Regions from separate parts of the Gossypium hirsutum genome. Here region 1 is linked to region 2. Evidence: chromatin contacts called from public Hi-C data. All regions are on one chromosome and are shown on one strand. The core of a region is the stretch at or near the end of the contact, and the rest is flanking DNA. Distances in the headings are between cores, read along the strand shown.

Region 1 (6,542 bases), core at 1,981-4,480, 270 kb before region 2:
TACACTTTTATTTTAATTACGTAAAAAAATTTTAAGTATTAATTAAGATAAAAAATATTCATGATTAAAGTGAAAAAACGATAGAAATTAAGAAAATTATCAAATTTTAATTATTTATCTCTAGCTAAAAGTTCTAAATTTCCTTTTTTTTATATTTAAATTTTAAATTTTAAAACATCAAAATTAATTAAATAAATTATTTTTTTAACAATTATTTGCTCTTTTAACACAATGCATAGAACTACCTATAACCTTTTCTCAACCCATAAATAGGAGGATAATATGCCTCAACGTATTCAAACTCACGTCCTCCTACATTGACATCAATGCTTATGGCAGTCGAAATAAGACTCAACAATTATTGAAAATTTTTATCCATTAATAATATCAACAGATTTATTATTATAATATTAAAGTTTGTGAAATTATGTTTATAAAATTTTAAATCTTATTTTATATTTTCAAATTTTATAATGATTGGATAAGAAAAGGAAATTAAAATAGGATAGGGGAGAGAGGAGCATCAGAATGATTTGAAGGAAAGGGATTTGCTCCACTCCTTCACTCAATGTCTTAGGGATGAAGTAAGAATTAGTTGGTTTTCTGCGTAATTAACATACTCAAATGTACCATGAAATAGTAAATAAAATCTCCCATTCATTTCACCAATCTCTAAAATCTCAATCTTCTCCAAGATTCAACTTTTAATCAACATTTTAGGCTTACTGCTTAGTAAATCCAAATTTATATTTAAAAAATAGGTCGTAAGCTTTCAATGAAAAAATGGATTGTATTCAAGAATTAAACATAAAAATGTCGCTAAATTAAAGAAATATGATGATTTTTTTTAATTAGGGGTTTGAATTGTTTTCTCTATAGGTCGATTCTAGAAAAAGAAAAGAAAAATGCGCCATCTCCCAAAATTAGGATTCTTAATTTTGATAGGTTTAGGGTTATTTTTAAAGGGTTTAGGATTAGAATTTTTAAAGTGATACGATAAAAGTTCATAAGTAAGTTTGAGTGGACAGTGATGTGATAACGCGCCTTAAAACACATACATTTCATATGACATGGTGGGATAACACCATTAACTCATTAACTCATCTTGGAAAAGTCAAACCTTGTTATCGTTTCCAACCAATATTCAAAAAGTTATCGGAAAAAAACGCGTCCAGCTAAATACGCTTTTCTTTTCTATTTCTAAAATCAACTGATTTCCTTAGTTTTAAAAAAAAACCAAAACCCTAATTAAAAAAATCAGCATAATTTAGCCTAAACATCTCTATTTTGATTTTACAATATGATTAGAATATTTTATCAATTGACAATTTCTTTTAAAAAAAAGGGAACCCAATGAAGTGAACTAAAAAGCAAAGGGAGAATTAATAGGAATAACTTGAAATCAAAGTTCAAATCCGGGCAAAAATATAATACAGGAAACCCGGTCGGTGAATTGGATTTGCTCCGATTTGTCGGACAATTTACACAAGACATTATTATATCACACAAAACATACACATTTTGCTTTGTTTCCTTGTTTTTAACTTTTCTGGCTGTATATGTACATAGTATACTACAACCGCCGAGAACATTTTCCCGGCAGGTTTTCTGATTTACTGTAAAGACTTCACAATTTCATCATCTATTAATTACCCAGAAACCTACCTTGCCTTGCTTAATTTCTATATGCCAAATCGGAAAGTTTTGGCCATAACTTATCTTTCCAAATGTCGCCGCTTGGCTCGACGTTAATCTCCCGCCGCCCCACCTCCACGACCACCAAATTTTCAGTTAGCTGAAGTATATCTACGGCGAGAACAAAATCACAATTATGTCCTTCTAATAGTATCGCATTTTCTCTTCTCTTCTTCACCTTCACGTTCTCCATTCCTCTGATCTCTTCCTCGATTCTCTCTATTATTCTTTCCGGTTTCTCCCCCGAAATAAACCGCTCTCTTCGGACTGAAAGCTCTGCCGCGTCGAACAAACCGGAGAGGTCGAAACCGGATGAAAATGAGATTATATCGAAGGCGTTTAAGCACTTGGTGCCCGGGCCCTGGGTTTCTTCTTTATATTCAAAATCTTCACCATGGAATTTGTTTTCTTTGTAACCTTTCTTGAACCAAGGGTCGTTCATGATTTCATCGACGGTGATCCTTGTTTCAGGATAAGGGTCGAGAAGCCGACATATGAACCGCCGGAGATCAGGGGACGTCCACTTCGGGAACCGGAATTCGCCTTTATAGATTCTATGGTACATCACCATCAGATTGGGATCGTTGAACGGCAAATATCCGGCGTGGAGGACATATAAAATGATGCCGCATGACCAAACATCCACTTTGGCACCGTCGTATCCTTTCTTTGCTAGAACCTCAGGCGCCACGTAAGCTGGGGTTCCGCATAAAGTATGGAGGAGGCCATCGGGTCGGATCTGTTCCTTCACCGCACTGAGTCCGAAATCGGTTACTTTTAAATTCCAGTTTTCGTCGAGGAGGAGATTTTCGGGTTTCAAATCGCGGTGAAAGACGCCCCTCGAGTGACAAAATTGGACGGTTGAAATCAACTGCTGGAAATAGCGACGGCTGAGATCTTCGCTGAAACGTCCCCTGGCAATCCGGGTGAACAACTCCCCGCCTTTGGCGAACTCCATGACGAAATAAACCTTAGCCTTCGTAGCCAACACCTCAATGAGCTTGACAATGTTAGGGTGGCGCAACCGTCGCATGATAGCGATCTCTCTCTTGACCTGCTCCATGAACCCGCCTTTCACAACTTTCTGTTTGCTCACGGCTTTGATGGCCACGCTCTGCCCTGTCCTCACGTTGCGAGCGTGGTAAACTTTTGCAAAAGCCCCGCATCCCAGTAACTTCCCAATTTCGTATTTCCCAAACAAGGTGATATCCGACAGCTCACTGGTTATGCTGCTGCAACTGCCCGCCTCTTCCATTTCCGGCATTGTTGTCAAACCCAAAGAACCAACCTTCCGTTAAATCTTTAACAACACCCCCATGAAACAGAGTATTAAAAAAAGTCTAACTCAAAAAAGAAAAAGGGGGTTTACTCCACTTCCCCTCTTTTTTTTTTTCCTTTCTGGGTTCAACCTTCTCTTTCTAGGAAAACAAACAATTAAATGTTTCCCAACAGGAAAAGATTGAAAAAAAAAACAAAGAAGAGAAAGAAGCAGGGAAGTTTAAACTGAAACTTTGTTACAGGGGAGAGCTTTGATGACAACTGAATAGGACTGCTTTTTGAAGCTATTTATCAATGGTGGATTGGGTTACTTTTGTCTTTTCACTCAACTGGACACGTGGATTTTTATGTTTCTTTGAACGTTTAATTCTAATTAAATATATTTTTACATTCACGGCTTGGAGAAATCGTTTAGCCTCATCTGCACCTTAATATTTTATATCAAAATAATATTTATTATTTTATAATATAAATAATTTTTAATAAAATTAGTATAGTAGCATAGATATTACCAATTAATCACACATCAACTCAAACAGTTGTGATTGAATTAAATTTTAAACTAAAACTGTAATCCAAGGCAAACAGTTAAAAATTTTAATTTTGATTTTTGAAAATATATTTTCTAATAAAATTATATTTTATCCTCCAAATAAATTTTCTATTTTATGACTAAAATTATCATTTTATTTTTTTGAAAACATTTTACAATTTATGAATAATTTTAAATTTAAAGCTTGTGTGAGAGCAAAGCCAAGGACAAAATTCAGCCACCCAAGTGTCATAAGTTTGTGTAAAGTTGATGTTAAAATGACTCAATAAAATATAGTAATACCAAATCATAGGGATTAACGAATTTCGTGAATCTGTCAAACACAAATGTGAACCTTTTTTCAAATTTTAATGACTGACGATTTCTATTTTAACTACAGAAAGAGAAAACGAGAATTTACGGTTTCAACCTATATCTTTCATTTTACTTTGGCTCCAAAAAAACATATCATTTTACTTTATTTAAAAAGGAGAAATTTGTCAAAATATTTTTATTCATTATCCTTTAATCATCGTTAACAAGTTGATATTCACATTTAATAAATAAGTTTTAATATTCATTTGATTAAACTTTTCTCTTTTTTTTTCAAGTTGTTTGTTTCTTCTTCATTGTTTTACCCATCAACGGTGCCAGTCTCGTATCTAGTTACTGCCTGCTTTTTTTTTTCCTCCCACCAACTCTCTCTTTCTTTATTCTCCTCATTCACTCTCTATGTCGTTTCTCTTTTCCATTTGCATATTTTTTTTGATAAATATCTTCACTATCTTCACAATTTGCGATGGATAGATGACACAATGTCTATTTTCACTAAATCTCTATGGCTACCTATAGTTTCTCTTGGAAATTGAGTTGGTTGTAGGTATTCAAATGGTGGCTTTTCATCAGCTTCTTTATTTGTTAATATTTTGAGAGTATTTTAGAATAATAAAAGATTACACGAGTCGATTTAGACCAATGTTGTCTTAAGTACTATATGTTTTTTTTGTTTCTTTTCCATTATTTAATAAGTCTTCACTTTTAGAAGTTTTTGCCGTATTTAGTATAAGTGTTTTAGTCTTGCTTATGCATGTAGTATTGTTTTTGCAAGTGATTTTAGGGATGATTTTGTCATTGCCCTTTCCAATTTTGGTGGATGTTCAACTTTTTTGCTAATTTTGCCCTATCGTTTGAGACCATCCAAGGCTGATTTCCTCATGATGTTAACTGATTGCAATCACTTCAGATATGTCATGCTTGAGCTGTGACAGAGTTGATTGTCAACATGTCATAATGTTTTATTGATGCTAAGGTTTAAGCCTTTGTCTTATTGATGGAGCTTATCCTTTATCGCCAACAATGGGTGTTTGTTGTTTTTTTTTTCTTTTCCCCGAATTGTATGGTCTCATTTAGACCTACTTATGGGTCGGGCCACCGGCCTGACCCGAAGGCCTGTCCGAAATGTGAGAAGGTTTTGGTAAAAATATAGGCTCGAAAAATAAGCTTGGACAAAAAAATAAGGTCCATTTAAAAAACGGGTCAGGCCTTGGGTAAGTCATTTTTGGCCCGGGTCCGAATTACTAAAGGATAAAAAAATCTGGTTTTTTTAATATTATTTTCTTATTGTTTTCTCCCTATTTTGCGACCATTTTACTATTATGTTGCTACTATTTTGTTGTTATTGTTTGGACATTGTATAAAACTTATTTTATCATTTTAAAGACATTTGTTAATTTTGTTATTATTTTAGAGGCATTTGTTTGTTAAGTTGCATCTATCTTAGTGTTATTTAAGTATACATATTTTTTAAAATTTATTTTCAATTTATTGGGAAATATTTATTTTGATATTTTTAGTATTTTTGATGTATTATATATATTTTAAAATTATATAAAAAATAATATGGACAGGCCGGGTCGGGCCCGGGTTTTAGCATTTTTATCTGGGTTGGGCTTGGGCAAAATTTTAGGCCCAATTTTTAGGCCGGGCTGGGCCCGAGCCTAAAAAATGGGCCTAAATTTGTAGTTGAGCCCGGCTCGGCCTGGCCTATGCACACCTCTAGTCTCATTCATGGAATGAATTAATGAAATTTTCCTTTAAAAAAAAAGATAAGTCCTACATGGGTCCTATACATTTGAATGGTGATGATTATTGTGTTGAATATTAATAAATGAAAAAGTAATGGAGTGGGTTTTAACCAGTAAATATACCATGGAGACCCCTGTACTAGGAGTCAAATTGCATTTGCCCATTTACTAAAAAAATCAAAAAATTAGTCCATGTAAGTTAGATCAATGAGCAAATTGGTAATTTCTGTTAAAAATTTCATCCCTTTGTACTGTTAAAAGTTGGTGTGGCTGATAAAATAACTAGACAATGACACATGGTGTCACGTGTACCTTATCTTGACGTATAGGGACCCCATTTTTAATAGTAAAAATGGATGAAATTTTTAACAGAATGGCCAATTTTCTCTTTGATCTAACATACGAGAACTAATTTACCCATATTTTTAGTAGAGTGGCTAAAATGCAATCCAACTTCTAATATAGAAGCCTTTATGATACTTTTATCGATGTTAACCCATATTTTTAGTTAATTCCTTGGGAAATCTGAAATTTTCACCAACAATAGCATATAATATAATTTCTCTTCTATTGGTAAGGTATGAAATTGAATCCCCCAAAGGAAAAACAAATTGAGTTTTAGAAACTCATCACTTTCGACAACTAGTAATTGCCACAACTTTACGTACTAAAATATAAATTAAAGGGTTAATTATTTTTTATGTCTTAACTTGACAATGATTCTTAGGAGCTCAATTTTTTTAAGATTAAATTAGTCCTAAATTAGGTAATTGTTCTCACACGTTAGAGTTTAAACTCTATTTTATCTAAGTTAGTCTTTTAACTTCAAAATTATTTTTATATCGAGGTTTGAACTTTTTTTGATCCACTTTCTTTTAAGGACATATTAAAGACTAACTTGGATAAAAAAAAATTCAAACTCTAACATTTGTCAAGTTTAAGAATTAATTTTG
Region 2 (6,634 bases), core at 2,204-4,703:
CGTCACAGAATTGCCGTTGTTTATTCCATGTTATACTTTCATTTATTTTAAGCATAGTCAATAATTTTATTTAGGGTAATTAGTTAACTCAACTCTTTCTTAATTATTTTTGTCACCAACTTGTCATTTAATAAATTTCACAGTATTTGCCTTAGTTAAACATCGCCTGTGGAGACGACACTCTTAACTCAATACTTTATTATTTGCTAACGATTGTGTATACTTGCACATCATTCGATAATCACACGGCAATTATCAATCATTTATGCAAATTGTTTGCTAATAATTTTAACAAAAATCTATGTCAGTTAAAAACTAATTATAAGTTAACATATTTTTAAATTTTAAAATATGCAACTTAATAAATTAGTCCATTAAATATCATATTATAAAACTTTAAAGTATAATTACTATTTAATTTATGAAAAAAAATGGTATGTAATCAATAATTTATTTCTATGCTATCATTCATTACTATTATATCATCTTTTCACAAAGTTTTGGTTACTATTCTGTTATTTAACATTTATTATCATTTATTGGTAACTTATTATATTATTCACCATATATTATTTTTTTGTAGTTATTTATCTTTTAATTATGAAAGCTACCATATATTGTGAATAAATTATAAATTTAAATTTATTTATCATTAAATTATTTGAGAGGTTTGAATTTGATCATTCAATTATTAAAATTATAGATTTAAACATCAATATTAAAGATATTAAAAATATGGGTTAACTAATTTAAGAGATTAACAATTAGATGGCATGGCAAGGCTAAACACATGTCAGTAAACGCGTGGAATAACCACATTATCCAACGTATCATGTAGAATTGTTCACGCAGTTTTATATTTTTTTTAAATTAAAATATGGTAAATTATAATTGACCACTAACTTTCTTGAAAATTATATTTTGAGTTGATAAACTTTGAAATTCATAATATGGTGACCAATTTTTTGTGTCGGAGGTTGTGGGGTTGAAATTAAATCGTAATTTTTATAATAGTAAAAATGTAATTTTATCATTTTAATGGCCTATAACTTTATAATTTTTAAAGGATTAAATCAAATTTTTATCATTTTTTATGGGTTAAAGTATAATTTTATCTTTATTAATTTAAAATTTTTAAAATTTTAAAAGGGTTAAATGAAAAATTTTTCTCTTTTACGGAGGATTGGGCCTTCTCAGCCCCTAACTACACCCCTGTTTTTGTGTTTTTCAAATTTACTTTATTAATATTTGTTCTTTAGTATTAATATTTTGTTCTCAATAAGAATTTTATAAGGGTAAACTATTAAAATAATCACTTTTATTTCCTTCAGGTTACATTTTAGCTATTTATGTTTGAAATGTTACGTTTTAGCTATTTATGTTAACGTGTTGTAACATTTTAGTCACTGAGCCATTAATTGCCGTTAATGGTGTAATGGTAAGTTGACGTAGCATGTTAAATCATCATTTCAAAGAAAAATTTTAGGTTAAATTATACAATTGATCCCCATATTTTTTCGTTTTAAGCAATTTAATTTTTTTCTTTTATGTTATTTTAATTTTTTTTCCATTTATTTTCTTAGCCACATTGATCTGTCTCATTCTTATAGGTATGGCTGCCCGATTCCTTGCAGTCATTGCGAGCCATTTTCCCTCTTCGGTTGGATATTTCCCTTCCTTCAACCCGACCATTATTCGGTATGCTTGCTTGTACATACTGAGCACTGCATTGTCATCTGTGTTATCCTTGTGAATACTAGCTATTACAATCAGTCTTCGGACAATGAGAGCCACATCCTGGTAGTTTGGAGAGGGGGAAGAAAGAAAGCCTGAGAGGCACTCGCTGAGGGCAAAGGTTGCTACTTCAGCCTTGAACCTTGGACCTTGCGAGGCATTCAGGCAAATTTGGAATAGATATTGAGGACTGCAAGTCTTTGTGCCAGCAAAGTTCTTCAGGGCATGATGTTTGGACTCTAAATTATTCAGTCTTCCATGCATATCATAGGCATTGAGCACGTCTATAAAATGGATATCACCTTCAATGTTCCCCACTGATAGTGAAGTAAGTATCTGCATGCATGCATCCAATTGAAGAATTATATGGAAAAAAAGCTTCAAGAGAAGAAATATTAGAAATACGGTTGCTGCTGCTCAAGCATTTGCAACCTGAAAAAATAGAGGGAGAAGCAGAAAAGAATGAAAAAAAAGAGTTAAAAGAACATAAAAGAAAAAAAAATTAAATTGCTCAAAACAAAAGAAATAGAACCAATTGTATAATTTAACCTAAAATTTTTGTTTGAAATAATGATTTAATGTGCCATGTCAGCTTGCCGTTACACCGTTAATGACAATTAACAGCTCAGTGACTAAAATGTTATAGCACGTTAACGTAAGTGATTAAAACGTAACATTTCAAATATAAGTGACTAAAATGTAACCTGAAGTAAACAAACGTAACTATTTTGATAGCTTACCCATTTTATAATGATTTATTCATAAGAAAAAAGTAATAGAAGTTGCAAGGATTGTATAAGTCAAGTAGGATTTCCTATTACAATATATTGTTATTTAACTTATATATAATACATTTATTGCAAACAATTTCAATTTCGTAAACATCTTATAATTTCATCTAAAACTTTTCTATTGTCTTAAATGAATTGTTAACATAAGATATGTTTTTTTCCCAGATTGGATTTTATGTATCTATATATACTTACTTATATTAAGTTTTTTATTGAGTTAGTATCGTTGTGAAATTATTAAATTACTCTTTCATATACAAATTAAGATACATTTTTACAAGAATGTTTTTATTTTTTTATATATAACAAATAAATAAAAAATCGAGCTCAATACAACATGCATAATAAATATTTAATTTTACTATTATAGTCAAAATATGAATTGATTTTATATAAATTTTTAATAAATATATTTGATACATAATATTTTACACATATAATGAGTATATCATAAAATCTAGTAATGATTTAAAACTCATCTTGGTTTTTTCGTAGATAATTCATTAAAATAAAATTGGAAAAACTTAATTTATAAATTAAATAATATAAAATTTTTCCTTGGATAGATATAAGCTGACAATTAATTTCGTCAGAAAATTACACCTTTAACATTATGATGTTATGTTAATAACTATTTTGTAAATATTTAGAAAAACGTAGGATGATGGATATGCAAATATAGAAACTAGTTTTGAAAGGTGATTTTATATTGCTTATAAAACAAACTTTCATGTAATGTTTAAAAAAGATATTCATATAAAAAGCTAAAGGCATGAATTATTGACAACATTTGTTACTTTTTTAAATTATAAATTTTTGGTCAGTTTTTCACTTTCTAAATCATTTTATTTATAAAAAAAATTACCACATATTTTATTATGCATGAACATTATTTTTGGACCGAAACGAGGAAAGGATAACTGCTGGCCCGTATTCCGTAACAGGCTCAGGCCCCTGGCCTGGGTGGACTCGATCGAAGCAAAAGTTAGAAATGAATAAAAAAAGGAACAAGTGTTGAGTAATTCGGAATTCTCTTGGCGGAGAGAAGAAACGCGGCTGACGAGAACATTGCAGAATAATGGCGTCGCTGTGTCTTTTAGTTTTGCTGTTACTTTGTCTTCCTTTTATTTCCGTTGCTTACAGGCCAGGGGACATCGTTCCTATGAGCAAGATGGGTCAATACCACTCCGTCAGTTGTCTTTTCTTTTCCTTTTTTCTTTTTTTAAAGTTTTTAATCTAATTTTGAAGTTAAGATCTCTGAATTTGATTAATTTCAGTCTAGAACTGTTTGGCATGACGTGATCGGGAAACATTGCCCAATTTTTGCTGTTAATCGGGAGGTATTCTTCTTCTTCTTCTTCTTCTTCTTCTTCTTCTTCTTCTTCTTCAACCTTCCCCATTTTCTGTTTCTTTTTTGAAAATTTTATTTATGTATAAATTAATTTGCAGGTGTTAATTCCTATAGCAAAGCCGACTGGTTACACGGGAGCTGATCCCTATAAAATGTAAGAATTTACTCAAATTTATGATTTTCTTAATTCAACCTCTTTTTTTTTTTGTTTGGCATTAGTTGCAAATTCTAGGGTTCCGATAGCTAAACGAAGAGAAAATTGAAACCATCGAATTCAATTCCTCAGATTCATGAATGAAATGTTTTCGAGCCCAAAAATGTATTTTCATTCAGCTTTTTTCGAGTAAGCGTTTTTCATACTCCGAATAATGAGTCTGAGATTCAGACCTGAGCTTTAACTTCTGGGCTCATTTTTTGGTATATTCTTATCCTTTGCTTTCCACTCCTAATTTTTTCTCATAAACTAAGGCCAACAGTTTTTCTTAGCAACTATCTTTTGCTTCTGCATAAAATGTTTTTGTAGTTCATAAGTTCAATATTTTTAGAAATTATTATAGTAATCCGTGTTTTACAATGTTTGACTCACGTCTAGATCATTCCAAGTTGGGAAGGAGAAGTTTCTTGTTCCTTGGCTTTTTCTTATAAATCGTAAAAGTTCTGAAGTTCCAATGATTGACATGCATTTGGTAAGATATTTTTGTAGCTTTTACCCCTTTGCTTTTGGAAATCGTAACTTCTTGACTGATACATGTCTAGTTATTTTGCTTGATTTGACTGAGTTCTTGTGGTTTTTGTGTCGTTCAGAGGTACTCAGGTGGTGATTTGCATGGTGTCACTGCTAAAATTGTAGATATGCCTCATCACTGTATGTAATCTTATCTATATGTTTCAGTGTGGTACTAGTTTGCTAACAAATAGAGAAACATGTAAGAGTGTATTAGGAAATTATAATAGTCTACGATGCTTGCAGCGAAGTTGTGGTCAAAATTGTTTTTGGATCAGGAGAGATGTGAGAGTTATTGCTTTTGTAAATTGATTCACAGCTTTGTTGTGTTGTGCATCATTTGTGCATCTGTGAAATTGTATGCAGAGATTTCTTCATATTCATTATTTTCAGAGTAGCATATCCAGTACTTCAAAGAGATCATAACTATTCATTTATTTATTTTCCGGTGGGTGACTGGGAACTGATTACGTTTGTCTTCTACAGATGTTGAAATTCATCCAAATATTCGTAAACAATTCTGGGATCCTCAACATTGGCCAAAACATGTGCTTGTCAGATACACCTGGTCAGTTTGTTTGTTGTTGAAATCTCTCTTCCACATGCACATTGTTTGTCTAGTTCTGAATTTAGTCTGCCTTCAAGTTTTCAGAAGCGTAGGAGAATATACTTTGAAACCTATATTATCATTTAAAGCAAAGGAGACTAGGGCGAGCAAAACTCGATTCAATTTAAAAAAAAATTCAAATTTCGAGTTAATCAAATCGAGTTATTCGATTTTTTCTAGTTAACTTGAATAAGTAATTCATGTCTTAAGTTCGAGTCGAGTTGAATTATACAATTCGCATAACACAAAAAATTCGAATAACTCAAATAATAGATTGGTTTGAATACCCCTTTGGTCCTATCAATTTTGAAAATTAGTAAATTGGTCCCTCTTTACAAAAATTACAAAAAACAAATTCAAAATAATTTTTAAAAATTCAAAATATTTATAAAAATTCTAAAATTGATATATTTTAAAAAATTATAAAAATTTTAAAAAAATTCTAAATATGTAAAGAAAGTAAAAAATTTAAAAAATTTCTAAATAATAATTTTGGAACCTAAAGAAGTTAATTAATGATTCAAGTTTAGTTTTCAAATATATATGGTTTTAAATTTATATGCTTTAATATGGTAGTTACATTGTAGCAAGATTTTAATTTGACTTGTTTAATTTTTTTAACTAGAACAATTTCACTTAATTTAATTCGACTCGATTTGAATTTCATTTCCCTCAACTTGATTCGAAAAAATTTCAAAAAGTTAGGATGATAAAATACGTCTCGTCAACTCGATTAATTCGAAATTTTTGCACTCGATTCGATCAAACGCTCACCCCTTAAGGAGATTGTATCCGTGCTGTATCTTAAGTGCTTAATAATACCTAGCTTTTAACCTCTGAAAACTTGAGAATTTTGATTGACTCAACTGGAACTTTTAAACGCAGGAACCAATAGTTTTTTTAACTTTAATTATACTTATTTGTAATATAAATGCACGTATGCTTCCATCATTTGTTACAAATTGTGATATGGTTGTGATGGTCATATGACAGGGAGGAACAATTAGAGATAGATGTGACATCTGGATTTTACGTTCTGTTTGGGTCAGGTAAAAAGTCAACACTATATATGTCGGTGGATCTATTTATTATGATCTGCACTACTTGCACATTTTGGTTCCCGAAACAGAAATCATTTAGAATGCTAACGTTCCAAAGCTATTTGTTTTAACTTTTTTCTTGATCTTCCTCCTAATTCTCATAGTCTTAGTCTTCATAGCTATCAGAAGCACTCATCATTTGTATGTTGCAACATATGTTTCCATTTGCTAAGTTCTTTGCCGTATTTGTTTTATGAAAGCATGTGTGGAAAATTTTTCCCCTTATAGAAAGTGCATATCAATGTTGTCAACGGCACAAGCTGCACTCTAGGCGCAAGAGCGCTTGTATTGCCTCAGGTGCAAGGCAGAAAACAATGCTCACCTGAG

Evidence for each region. A called contact is a pair of places that touch in the nucleus more often than the background predicts.
Region 1: a contact with region 2 is called in a Hi-C map of leaf, with 2.8 times the contacts expected there. The contact joins the promoter of LOC107914556 here to the promoter of LOC107914547 in region 2. A contact is called at or near these places in 6 of 34 Hi-C or Micro-C datasets (hypocotyl and leaf).

What each region holds. Positions count from the first base shown.
Region 1 is chrD10:19,806,551-19,813,092 of Gossypium_hirsutum_v2.1, reverse strand. LOC107914556 (CBL-interacting serine/threonine-protein kinase 14) reads right to left here and starts at 3,230. Exons shown (of 1, transcript XM_016843498.2): 1 at 1,383-3,230. The coding sequence starts at 2,959. The coding sequence ends at 1,676.
Region 2 is chrD10:19,536,824-19,543,457 of Gossypium_hirsutum_v2.1, reverse strand. It overlaps LOC107914547, which reads left to right and starts at 3,453. Exons shown (of 9, transcript XM_016843487.2): 1 at 3,453-3,714; 2 at 3,803-3,865; 3 at 3,975-4,030; 4 at 4,469-4,562; 5 at 4,681-4,741; 6 at 5,087-5,168; 7 at 6,201-6,256. The coding sequence starts at 3,604.